2 separate regions of the Mus musculus genome follow, and region 1 is linked to region 2. A link is a contact called in public promoter capture Hi-C data. All regions are on one chromosome and are shown on one strand. The core of a region is the stretch at or near the end of the contact, and the rest is flanking DNA. Distances in the headings are between cores, read along the strand shown.

What was found. Promoter capture Hi-C pulls out the DNA fragments that hold promoters and counts their contacts.
Region 1: a promoter capture Hi-C map of pre-B cells shows a contact between it and region 2. The contact joins the promoter of 4921531C22Rik here to the promoter of Mybl2 in region 2.

Annotation. Positions count from the first base shown.
Region 1 is chr2:179,975,163-179,980,995 of GRCm38.p6, reverse strand. 4921531C22Rik (RIKEN cDNA 4921531C22 gene) reads right to left here and starts at 4,143. Exons shown (of 2, transcript NR_033782.1): 1 at 3,804-4,143; 2 at 1,983-3,547. It overlaps Taf4 (TATA-box binding protein associated factor 4), which reads left to right and starts at 4,350. Exons shown (of 15, transcript NM_001081092.1): 1 at 4,350-5,583. The coding sequence starts at 4,350.
Region 2 is chr2:163,049,739-163,055,957 of GRCm38.p6, reverse strand. Mybl2 (myeloblastosis oncogene-like 2) reads right to left here and starts at 1,323. Exons shown (of 14, transcript NM_008652.2): 1 at 1,110-1,323. The coding sequence starts at 1,129.

The DNA.
Region 1 (5,833 bases), core at 2,894-5,393, about 17 Mb before region 2:
CATTTGTTTCATACTGAGGTACTTTTTATTTTATGTGTAACTGGGTTCTCTGTGAACCCTGGCTGTCTGCCTGCCTCTGCTGGGATTCAAGGCATGTCACCACCCGACTTGCATTTCAAATTCTGAGTGGTCAACCATTTGGTCACTTGGTCCCCAGCTGGTGACGCCTATAGGAGGTGGAGTCTAGGCAGATGAAACAGGATGCTCAGAGGGGAGGCCTTCAAGTAGGGCTGCCAGGTCTTGCTTGCTTCCTTCTTGTGGGTTACAATTATCCTCAACCTCCTGACACTGCAAGCCATGGGCTGTTCTCCTGCCATGTCTGCTCCTGCATGCTCTTCCTCACTGAGGCTCTTCTGCCAGGCACTCTCTCACAGAGAGGAAAAGTGCTGGGCTCCACCCTCTTCTTAGGGTGCATCCTCAGTGACTGAGGCATCTCACTAGCTCTTCCTAACCATGCCAGCCACCAAACCTTAAATGTGATCATTCAACACTTAACGGCACTAAGTTTTCAGGGACGTGAGTTGAGGTTTGCTGGGGTTTTGCTGTTATTGTTGTTTATTTTTTATCTTTCAAGACAGTTTTATGTGGACCAGCAGCTCTCCACATTATTATGTAGCTGAGGCTGGCCTTGAACAATTCCTGCTTCCACTTCTGAAGTGCTGGTACTATATGTGTGTACCACTATACTCTGTTCCAAATTGAGTTAGGATTTTATAAACTGGACATGTGAGCTGAATGGGGGGTGGGGGTGGGGGAGGCAAGTTTTATTAGAAATCAACCAAAAAGGAAACCCTCAGGGAACCACCGGATAGAGCAGAGCGACAGTGCACCTCGCAGGAGGTATGGCTGCCTTTTCCTGGGAAGTGAGGCTGATGATGAAACACTCGGGAGGTGGAGGCTCGGGAAGCCAAGTGCAGGCATGCTGACAGGCTGGGCTCCCTCATGCACTCTGAGTAAGCTCCTCTGAGCTGAACTGTAAACCCGGTCACACAGCTATAGTTAGTCCTTTGTGGGAGTCAGCCAAGAGAATGTTGTCATGAGTCATTCTGGAGTTTTATAGACAGCTGGCTCTGGAGACCGGGGTTAGTTTCAAAAGGAGAAGGCAGGAGGAGCAGACACCAGACCCATGATGTCCATTGACGTGTGGACAAAAGGATAGCTAACCTCAGCATGGGAAGAGTGCTACTAGTGCCCAGCAACCTTAGTGTCTGAGACTTGGCTTTATACCCTTACCAAGAGTGAGACCCAGCCACAAACTTAAGCCTTCTAACCTCAGTTCCTCTTTGGCCTTGCAGAGAGCACTCAATGCATTAGTCCTAAGACTGGTGGCCACCCAAGCCTGGTCTCAAGCAAAGGAGTTGCAGTTGTAATGTGTTAAAAACTTTTCAAAGTGATCTTGGAATTTGGTAGGTCCCAAATCCAGGAACTGGTATCACTAGAAGATGAGAGGTACCAGCTATGTGAAAGGCTGACAGGATGGAATGAGCCTATCAAGGCTAGCATGTGCAACACAAGATGCTCTGTCAAAACAAAATAAAGGAGAGACCATAGCCAGGTGAGTCCAGAGATGGCTGAAGCTACCACAAGGTAAGGGTGCCTGACACAATCACCCAGAAAGCAGGAACCAGTTTGAGGTCTCCAGCTACCATCTAGTGTGCACTCTTGCCTGTGTCTCTGTCTGTCTGTCTGTCTGTCTCTCTGTGGTGCGTGCATGTATGCATGGAGGTTAGAGGTCAGCATCAGGTATACAGGTGTATTCCTCAATCATTCTTATTTTTTGAGACAGGATATTTCACTACACTTTCTGGGCCAGTGAGACCCAGGAATACTGTGATCCCCACCTCCCCATAGCTGGGATTACAGATGCATGCTGCTATACCCAGTGTTTTCATGTGGGTACTGGGATTCAACTCATATCCTATCATTTCACCAAGCGAGCCATCTCCTTATCCCTCCGCTTTGCCTTTTTTTTTTTTTTTTTTAATTAAACATCTTGTGCTGGTGAAATGGTTAAGCAGATAAAAGTAGTTGCCATATTAGCCTGATAAAAATTTGATCCCTTAAACCTATGGTGGCAGGAACCTACTTGCAAAAGGTTGTCCCCTGTTTCTACAAAATGGGTGTTTTATTTATACTTTATATTTAATGATTCTTCCTTTTCTCTTTTAATGCTAGTTCAAACTATGAAAGTCATAATGGCCTATGGCAATGTATCAAAGGGAGAGACAATTTAAAGAAAATTTGTTCTTCAGTCTCCAGAGTGACAAAGGTTAAGGCTTTAATAGTGTCTACTGCCCCTTGCATATAGATTTTGAGGAGGGGAGGAGACTTTTTAGCTCCACCCACTTCAGTCTTAAGAGCTCTGCACTTGAAAACAGCTACCTGAAAGATGTGTGGCTCCCACACTGGGCTCTGCAGCAAGGAATGAAGGGACTGGTGGGCACAGACCCTAAACCCTGCACCTGTAACTTAAGTCTTGGTGGCTCAGGGGCTGTGTCATTAGCAGATGCTTAAGAATGGAAGGAGGCTGTGTACCGTGGTACCAAGAGGCCTGTGAGCTCCAGAGCCTGGGCTTTGCTATGGCTCTCATTGTTGTGCTCCCTGTCACCTAATGGCTTCGGGGTACAGGCTACTGTACACCTAACTGGTGGGTCCCATTAACCGGCATCAAGAGGATTAGCAAGAACCTTCTGATCCTTTGGTCCACTTTAAAATCTTCAAACCATTATCAAGAGTAAAGAATTCTGTGACTTGTGGCTGGGGGCTGTGACTAAGTAGTGTCCCACTCACTCAGGATGATGCTCTTGGCCCTGAACGTGTTCTCCTGTGTCAAAAGAAGACTCGTGGGTTTTATTTACAACTGTGAATTTCTGTTCCTTCTAGTGTGTGTCAAGCCTATACTGGCTTCTAGCACCCAACCTGCTTCCTCATTGTCTCTTTCTTTTTACTGGCTTTCCAAATCTGGAGGCTGATGTTCAAGAACAAAATTTCTGTTATTTAAGGATTCCCAAGCACACTTTGCAAGTGAGGGCACTGTGGGGTTTGTTTGTTTGTTTTGTTTTTTGGCTTCAAGGCGCACAGTTCCTTAGGTAGACTATTGCTTAGAGGACAGCTGGGGTAGGGTGGGGTTTGTATAGTAGTTATATAACTCATTTAGTTTAAAAGGCTGGGACAGGATCAGCACACAGGCTGAGAGTTTATACTCTGCTTTTGAGAGAATAGTTCTCACCTCACCTTTTTGATACAGGGCCCCACAAGACCCCCAGGCTGGCCTCCAACTAAATGCATAACAAAGGTTGAACTCCTTTTCCTCCTGCCTTCATCTTCCGAGTGCATGGAGGGTGTGTGTGGGTAGTAAAAGCTGGTGGGAAGAGTCTCTTTCAAGGCACGAAAGGAAAAAAAAAAAATTACAGTGTCAAATTCCTCATTCCCCAGTGCTGGATCTGTGCAGACCGTGGCAAGTCTCTTCAGAGGTGACGATGATTCTAGGAAGGTCAGTTGCGTTGAGGTCCCCAACAAGCTTTGCCATCTGGAATTTGTTTTCGGCCTTTTCAAAAAAAAAAAAAAAAAAAAGGAAAGACGAAATCCATAGCGATGTCCAATAAGACGGCCTTTTGGTTAAGAAAACACCCAGAAAGAAAGGGGAGAAATGGTAACGAAAATGTTCCTACAAAGTGCCAGCAAGCATCAGTTTAGAGGATTTACAACCAACCCCCCCCTCCCCCACGAGAAAAGTAAATAAAGAACAAATCAGCTTCCGGATGTCCAGCTTCGTCCGGGGTGTGCACGGCCCTCGTACTAACCGCTGTAAGTCAGGGGAGCTGACCCGTCGTGTCCGCGGCGTCCTCTGCGCACCTCTCCGCCCCGAAAGCGCCTTCGTGCCAGGACTCCTGCTCCTCTCTGACCGCCGGGGCCCCGGGAGCGCCCGCGCAGCTGTCACCGCCCGCCCTGGCCGCAGCCATTTTGGAAGGGTGCAGACAAAGGGCGAACCCCGCAGCCGGCTGCCGCGACCCACCCGGCGCCTAGAGCCGCCGCTCTCCCGGCCCCGCTGCCATTCCCACCAGCGCTCCAACAGCCGACCAGCACCCAGCGCCTAGCCTGCTCCCCGGCCTCTGGCGCTCGCAGCCATTGGCCGCGTCTTTTAAGAGCCCGCCGCAGCCAATCGGAGGCCACAGGGGCGCGGGCGTGGGCGGTGCGTGTCGGCGCGCCTGCGCAGTGGGCCGCCCCTCCCCCCTCCCTGCGCGCCGCGCCCCCGCCCGCCCCGCGCACCGCCCCCCGCCCCGCTGGAACCTCCTCCTGCCCAGGCGCGCTCGGCCGAGCGGCGGCGGCGGCGGCGGCGAGGAGGAAAGATGGCGGCGGGCTCGGATCTGCTGGACGAGGTCTTCTTCAACAGCGAGGTGGACGAGAAAGTGGTGAGCGATCTGGTGGGCTCGCTCGAGTCGCAGCTGGCGGCCAGCGCGGCCCACCACCACCACCTCGCGCCGCGCACGCCCGAGCTGCGGGCCGCGGCCGCCGGCGCGCTCGGGAACCATGTTGTGAGCGGCAGCCCGGCCGGAGCCGCGGGCGCAGGGCCGGCCGCCTCCGCCGAGGGCGCGCCCGCAGCGGCGCCGGAGCCGCCCCCCGCAGGTAGAGCGCGGCCGGCGGGTGGGGGCCCGCGGCGCCCGGGCTCCAGCTCACCGCGCCGCTTGCTTGTCCCCGCAGGGCCCGCGCCGGCGCCCGCCAAGCTGAGGCCGCTGCCCGAGGCCAGCGCGGGGCCCTGCCCCGCCGCCGCTGCCGCTGCCGCCGCCACCGCCGCCGCCGTCGCGGGGCCGGATCCCGCCGCCGCCGCCCCACCCGCCGGCCCCGGCGCCTCCAAGCCCGGCCCGCCTGGCCCGCCCGGCCCCGGCGCCGCGCAAACTTTGAATGGGAGCGCCGCGCCGCCCACCGCGCCGCACGCCGCACCTGCTGTCAGCCCGGTCAACAACGGGCCCGCGCCGCCGCCCGCCGCCGGCTCTGTCATCCAGGCGGCCCCCGCGCCCGCCGCGCCCTCGCCGCCCGCCGCGCCCGCGCCCGCCGCGCCCCCGCCGCCCGCGCCCCCAGCGCCTGTCGCGCCAGCCCGGCCGCCCGGGCACCCCGCCGCGCCCGCGCCCCCCGTGTCACCCGCTGCCGCTGCCGCCGCCGCCGCCGCTGCCGCCGCCGCGCAGAACGGGGCCGCTCCTGCCCCCGCCGCGGCCTCCGGGGGCGCCGCGGGGTTGGGCCAGCCGGGCGCGGGCGCGCAGGGGGCCAAGGCCGAGGCGCCCAAGCCCGGACCGGGGCCCGGGCCGGGGCCGGCGGCGGCGGCGGCGGCGGCGGGGGTCGCGGGCGGGGGCGCGGCGGGCAGTGTGCTGCTCGGGCCCGCCATGCCGGGCGCGCTGCCGGGGCCTGCGCCCGGGACCCCCGCGGGGCTGGCGAAGGGTGCGGCCGCGGCGACCCCCAGCCTGCCTCGGACGCCGGCGGCCACCACCGGCGCTATCCGGGCCACGCTGACGCCCACCGTGCTGGCCCCGCGCCTGCCGCAGCCGCCGCAGAACCCGACCAACATCCAGAACTTCCAGCTGCCCCCAGGTGAGTGGCAGCGCGCGGCGGGAGGCCGAGGGCGGGTGCACCAGGCTGCCCTGGCGTTCCAGGAAGTTCTGGGCTGCATTCTGGGACCGTGCCCTAGTCGGGTGGCCCGAGAGGCCGAGGGGCGGCCCCTGCCCAGGTGACCTGCCAGTTTTGAGGGCGTCCCAGTCCTGGAGCTCCCAGATCCCTCGGGGAACTCTGCTGTCCCATTCGGATGCTCTGGGCTACCACCGTATAGCCGAGGGGCCCTTCT
Region 2 (6,219 bases), core at 74-2,573:
GAGTCAGAGGCCAAGAGGGAAGTGGGCCACTGGGGTACAGGGAGTCACACCATGTGGCAGAGAAAGGCTCGTGAGGATGCAGGGGCACAGAGTCCACACTTCACAAAAGAGACCCTCAGATAAGCCCGGGGCTCTGGGATTAGTACTTCCAGATGCCCTTCCTGGGCACTGAACTGTCCTAGACACCGGGGCATGGGAAGCCACCCTGATCAGCACCCACAGACCAAACCAATACCCAACCCAGCCACGAAGAACTCTGCAAGTAAGCAAGCAGGCATCTCTGTGCCTTATCTTCATCCTAGGCCAGGTTCGGCCATCTGAAGACGGTGGAAAGGCGTTCTGAATTGGAAAGACCCAGAAGGAACACAGCAGAACCCAATTATCCCACGCCTTAGAAAGGCTGGAAAGCCCCGCGATTAGGCCCCAGATACACAGGTGTCCCAAAAGTCCAGACTTGACCCAGCCACCTAACCTCTAGGGAACTAAGAGGGAAACCCAGTTCCTGCCTTTGGCTCAGAGGCTGCTAGCAGAGCAGTCTCGTTGCACACCAATAGTCTTTACTCATCCCCAACTGCCCAAAACTAGCGTGGGACAGGAAGAAGGCTTCTGAAACCAAACCGAACCGGCCGCCGAAACCCCATGAGACAACGAATTCCCCGTCTCGCATCCCGCGGAGGGCCCAGGGGCTTTGTGCTTCCCGGAATGCTAACAAGAAAGGAACGCCAGCAAATTCGAGCCACTCTTGATCGACAAGTGTCTCCCAGGCTTCTGCCTTCCACTCGCTGCGACAAGGGGAGACATTCTCCCTACCCAGTAATGGGCCTCCAGCTGACACCGCGAGCGACAGCCTTCCTTCCCCACCCTGCAATTAGGCGGGAGATGATGGACCTCACCCAGGGCTGGGACCCGGTCTAGAGGGGGAACCCGCGCTTTCAGACTCCCGGGCCCAGGAGGCCCAGGAACCGAGCGAGGGGGTCCCGATAGCCTCTTAACGTGGCGCGCGCCCCTGCATCGGGCGGCGCAGGGTGCATTTCTCCCGGGGATCCCCATCTCACGCTTGCCGACCCAAGGAGAAGGGAGAGGACCCCAGCGCGCCCGCAGCCTCTCACCAGCGCGTCCGCCGAGACATCCCCCCGGCCCGGACCCCGCCGCACCCTTACGCCCGCCGGCCGAGCCCGGAGCGGGAGCCGGGCCGGGGTCAGGACTCAGGCTGCTCGAGCCGCTCCGGGCCCCAGGCGGTGCTCTCAGGCGTCAGCGTGTCTGCAGGTCTGGTCGCACGTTCCCAGGAACTGCAGCTGCCTAGGGAGCGCACAGAACCACTTTCCTATCTCCCGCCAAGTGCGTCGGCGCCGCCCGGCCCTGGCGCGCGAGCGCAGGGGCGGAGCATACGGAAGGGGCGAAGCGTACAAGACACGAGGGGCGGAGCCCGCGCGCCAGAACCCTAGGAGGGGCCTACTGTAGGGGCGGAGCCCAAGCATGGGGAAGAGGGGAGTGGTTTACCGGAGGGCAGAAACCGAATGTGCAAGCGGGCAGATGCTCTGTTAGTTGGCAATCTACTGTGTCCAGATACACCTACCTTAGGGATTCAATGAGGCGCGAGGCCTGGCTCTGTGTGAATCTTAGATAGACCCCGAGCCACACACATAGCAAAGACTGGAAGAACTGAATAGGAGAAACTTCCCGCCCAAATTGTCACTGCTTGGGACGGTCCAAGCCACTATCCCTAGAGCCCCCATGCTCCCTTTGACTGGGTTTGTATCTTTTCCTTTGCAAGCCTCTTGCTTCTTCAGCTGCCTCAGAGAGACCCAGCTCAAAATCCCAACATTTCTCTCACCAAACTTAAACCTCTCTTCTGTCCGGGTTAAATCTTTGTAACTCCATTTAGTAACGGCCTTCCAGATCACCACGCCAAGACACAGAGAGGCGAAATTAAGTCTTGCAGCTTTTGCTTGGGCCGTATTTGGACCAGGAACTCCCCACATCTTCCCCGACTGGGGTCTCCTGCCCATCTGCTTGCATTTGTGCGCATTTCCTCTGCTGAACTGTGAGCATTCTGGGATCCCAGCAGCCTTTCCTAGGAAATGTATTAAGCCCAGGGGGAAGGCTTGTTGGCTTACGTTCAATTTCTGATGGCAAGGGTTGTCTCTTTCAGGTTGTCATTTACTACCTAAAAACTGAGTGTCATCTTACTGGGACTCCCTGAAAGGATAGGAGCCTGGAAGAACCCCAGCCAAATGCCCTTTAGGCTCAGGCCTCAGATCTCTTTCCAAAAACTGCTGGCCCCTTTTAGACAGTACAACTCCGAAAACTTCATTTACTACAGAAGGATGAAGACTTGAAAGCTACAAGTTTTCACCTGGCTTAATTCAAGGCTTCCCCCCACCCCTCTCCCTTCAAAGGAGTTCATGTGGATCGCTGCTCTTCACGGCTAGTGTGCTTTACAGTGAGATCTCCTCGGGGGTGATTCCCAGCCTACCTTTCCCTAGTTCCATTATCTCAAATTATCAAACTTCTCCATGCCTGCTTCCTCACCTACAAAAACAGTTCATAGAAACCTTTGATCTTCATAACAACCCAATGAGTTATATGCTTGTATTACCCGATAGCAGATGGAGAAACTGAGGCACTGACTTCCCCAAACTGTAGTTCTAGAGTTTATAGTAAGGAAAGGGGTAAGGAAAGGGCAAATGGCTTTCCTCCTAGCATCTTTGGCTTGTTTGCAAATTAAATGGATAGGAAATAGATTAACGGGAGGAAACTCAGGTTTAATTACTTGCATATCCATTGGAGTCCTGTAAAATAATGACATCATACAAAGGCTCAGACGTTTGAAGCTTCCTGGGGTACAAAAAGGAATGAGGTCCAAGGACTTCTGTAGGAATGGTGGTGACACAAGCTAACTAGGGATAAGGAAAGGAATTATGTGGCAAACAGGTGGTCTTGTCATGCAGATAAAAGTCTCCCAGTTAAAAGAAAGATATAGGCATCAGCCGGTTCCTAGTACAGAATGCAGGCTAACGCAGATTTCCTTTACAAATGTAAATTTCTTTTACAAAAGGACTGCCTTGCAAAGTTATTTCCTTGTCTATAGTCCCTGCAGAATAACCAGGTCAAAGCATGTTGGAGAAGTGGGAGATTATTTTCTCCTACACTTTATTTTGGGGTACTGTGTACAAACCTTTAACTCTAAGCAATACAAGTACATGAATATGTATAAGGCACATATAAGTATTATATCACTGTTAGGTGGCTTTTGTTGCTGAGGGTAGACCTAGGCCACCCTACATGCCTTACTCAACCCCTGTAGCCTTTCTGCTGGTCCTATGATTATATTCTGCCTTTACCTGTCTTCACACTTGCCCTCTGAAGTCCAAGAAGCTGCTCCGCAGGCTGCACACACACTCCCTCAGATTACCAATCTCCTTGTGAGCAAAAGCAGGGCCTAGAAATTTGCACAAGGTAAGTGCCTGAGGCAAAATGCAGAGAGCAGATGCGGAGTCCACATGGGACCAGAAACTGGAGCCAGTTAAACAGGACACCAGAGCTAGAGGAGCCTGGAGATCAGGGTTGGGGCAGCAAGGTCACTCCAGTGTCACAAGGAATCTGGTGACCTCCACCAGTGTGTCCTCTAGTTATCAGCAAGTCAACACATAACCCCTGGGGAGAGCATTCCTAGAATCCCGGGGCAGTCAAACCTGGGAGTGGTCTCTCGGCTCAGAACGGATAACAGAATTGCATTGGGGGAGGGGGCCTGGAAGTACCTTCTTGGGAAGGAAAGGCTCTAGTCATTTAGCCATTCAATTATCTGTCCTGGGCTTCCAAATCAAGGCTATTCCTTTGTCAAGAAGACAAAGATCAAATCTTGTTAAAATACTCTTGGCCTAGCAACAAGAAGGACACAAAGTTATTGACTGATGGTAAATAATAAGTAGGATCACCTGCCTGTGTCCAGAGTCCCAGCATCCATCTACTGAGCAACTTTTGTTTTGGTTTTGCTTTGCTTTGTAGGGCCACACTTCAAACTCTGGGCCTTTGCCTGCCAGGCAACCAACCTATAAACAAGCTCCACCCACTAAGCAAACTAAGACAAAAAGCCATTCAGTAAACTGCACTGATCACACAGGTGCTGGGCTGGCAGAAGGAAGCTGCGTGCACCTACCCAATCAGGTCACTTTCAGCTCTATAGAGTTGGGTTATTTAGGAACTGGCAGAGTGGACAATGTAGGGAATGACAAAGAACACCCATAGCTTAGCAGGGAGGAGAAAGATTTGAAAATCTATGCAAGGTGTGGCGTCACCTGTCTAATCCCTGTACTCGGAAGGCCAAGGCAGGAGAATCCCAAGTTCAAGACCAGCCTTCACTACACTGTGACTTCCAGGCCAGACTGAGATATAAGGAGACCCTGTACCCCAAAGGTAAATCTCCTTGCAGTAGTGGTGCATGCCTGAAATTTCAGCATTCTGGAAGGCTCAGGCAGAAGAATGGAATGTTCAAGCTGCTCCCTATCTAGGGAGATTCCCGATCAAAAGAAAAAAGGGGGGGGGGGGAGAAGGTGGGTGGGAGAGAGGAGGAGTAGATGAGGAGGATTCTCAGAGACTGGCAAGACTTCCACGCCATTCTTGCCTCCTTTCTGATCACAGTCTAGATCTGGCGCTCTCTTCAAAATGCAGTCAGTACCAAAAGCACAAAAGATGCTTAAAAGCTGGACATAACACAGATCTGGAATCCTATCTTCTTCTTAGGAAGTTGAGGCAGGAGGATAACAAGTTCAAGGCCAGGCTGGGCAACTTAAGTGAAATCTTTCATAAAAGTAAAAAGAGAGCTAATAATGTGACTCAGAGGTTCAGCGCTTGTGTAGCCATGAGCACCTAAGTAATATCTAGCAGTAGCAACATCATCAAAACAAAAGCAGGAGGAGGAGAGAAAGAATGAAAGGAAGGAAGGAAGGAAGGAAGGAAGGAAGGAAGGAAGGAAAGGAGAAGGATAAAAAGAAAAAGGCTGAGCATAATAGCACATACCTGTAACAAAGCACTCATGAGGCAGAGGCAAGCATTCTACGACAGACAGCCTGGTCTACATAGTAAGTTCCAAACCAGCCAAGACTACATCTTCAGATCCTAAAACGAAGTTATCTTAGAAGGCTATTCTCCAAGCCTCATCAGCCCTTAATAACTTCATCAGAGCAGCTTTGACTCTTCGAAGTGTCCCTCAATGGCTTGTTGATATTTCTTCACAGAAGGCTGGGGGGGGGGCTCATTAGACCCTCACCTGAGATCCCCACCTCCTTCCTACATCTCCCTCCCAGCTGTCTACCAAGTCTTGTAGACTCAGGCTGGAGAACATAGCATGGCCTCCTTGCGTTAACTCAAGAGGAACTCCATCTTCACAGCTGAGGTGGGGGTGGGAGGGGCTCAACGTCCCAGTGAGTTCTGCAAGTCAGCCCAGGATACTCAGTGGTTCTCCAAAAAGGACTCGGGTGAGTCCTTACTTTGGTCTGTTGGCTGGCGGTGCCTGTCTGGGGTAAATGAACATCCTAGTCTCCCAGGAAAAGCTCATGAAATGCTGATGGACTCCTGTAATCCTAGCACTCAGGAGGCAAGAGAGTTGTAAACTGAAACCACCTAGAGCCAACTAGTGAGATTCTGTCTGAAAAAAAAGAAAGGAAGGAAGGAAGGAAGGAAAAGAAAAGAGATGGGAGGTGGCCTTGGGTTTTTTTTTTTTTAAGATTTATTTATTTATTTATTATATACAAGTACATTGTAGCTGTTTTCAGACAGACCAGAAAAAGGCATCAGATCCCATTACAGATGCTTGTGAGTTACCATGTGGTTGCTGGGATGTGAACTCAGGACCTCTGGAAGAGCAGTCAGTGCTCTTAACCGCTGAGCCATCTCTCCAGGCCCTGGAGGTGGCCTTTCTATGTAACCCAGGCATGAAACTCATGCTATAGCATCAGTTCTCAACCTGTGGGTCATGACCCCTTTGGGGGTCAAATGACTCTTTGACAGGAGTCACATATAGATATACTGCATATCAGATATTGACATTACAATTAACTCATGACAGTAGCAAAATGACAGTTATGAAGTAACAATGAAAACAATTTTATGGTTGGGGGGTCACCACAACATGAGCACTATTAATGGGTTATAGCATTAGGAAGCATATAGACCACTGCTCTATAGGCCATCTTAAACTTTTTTTTTTTTCGGTTTTTC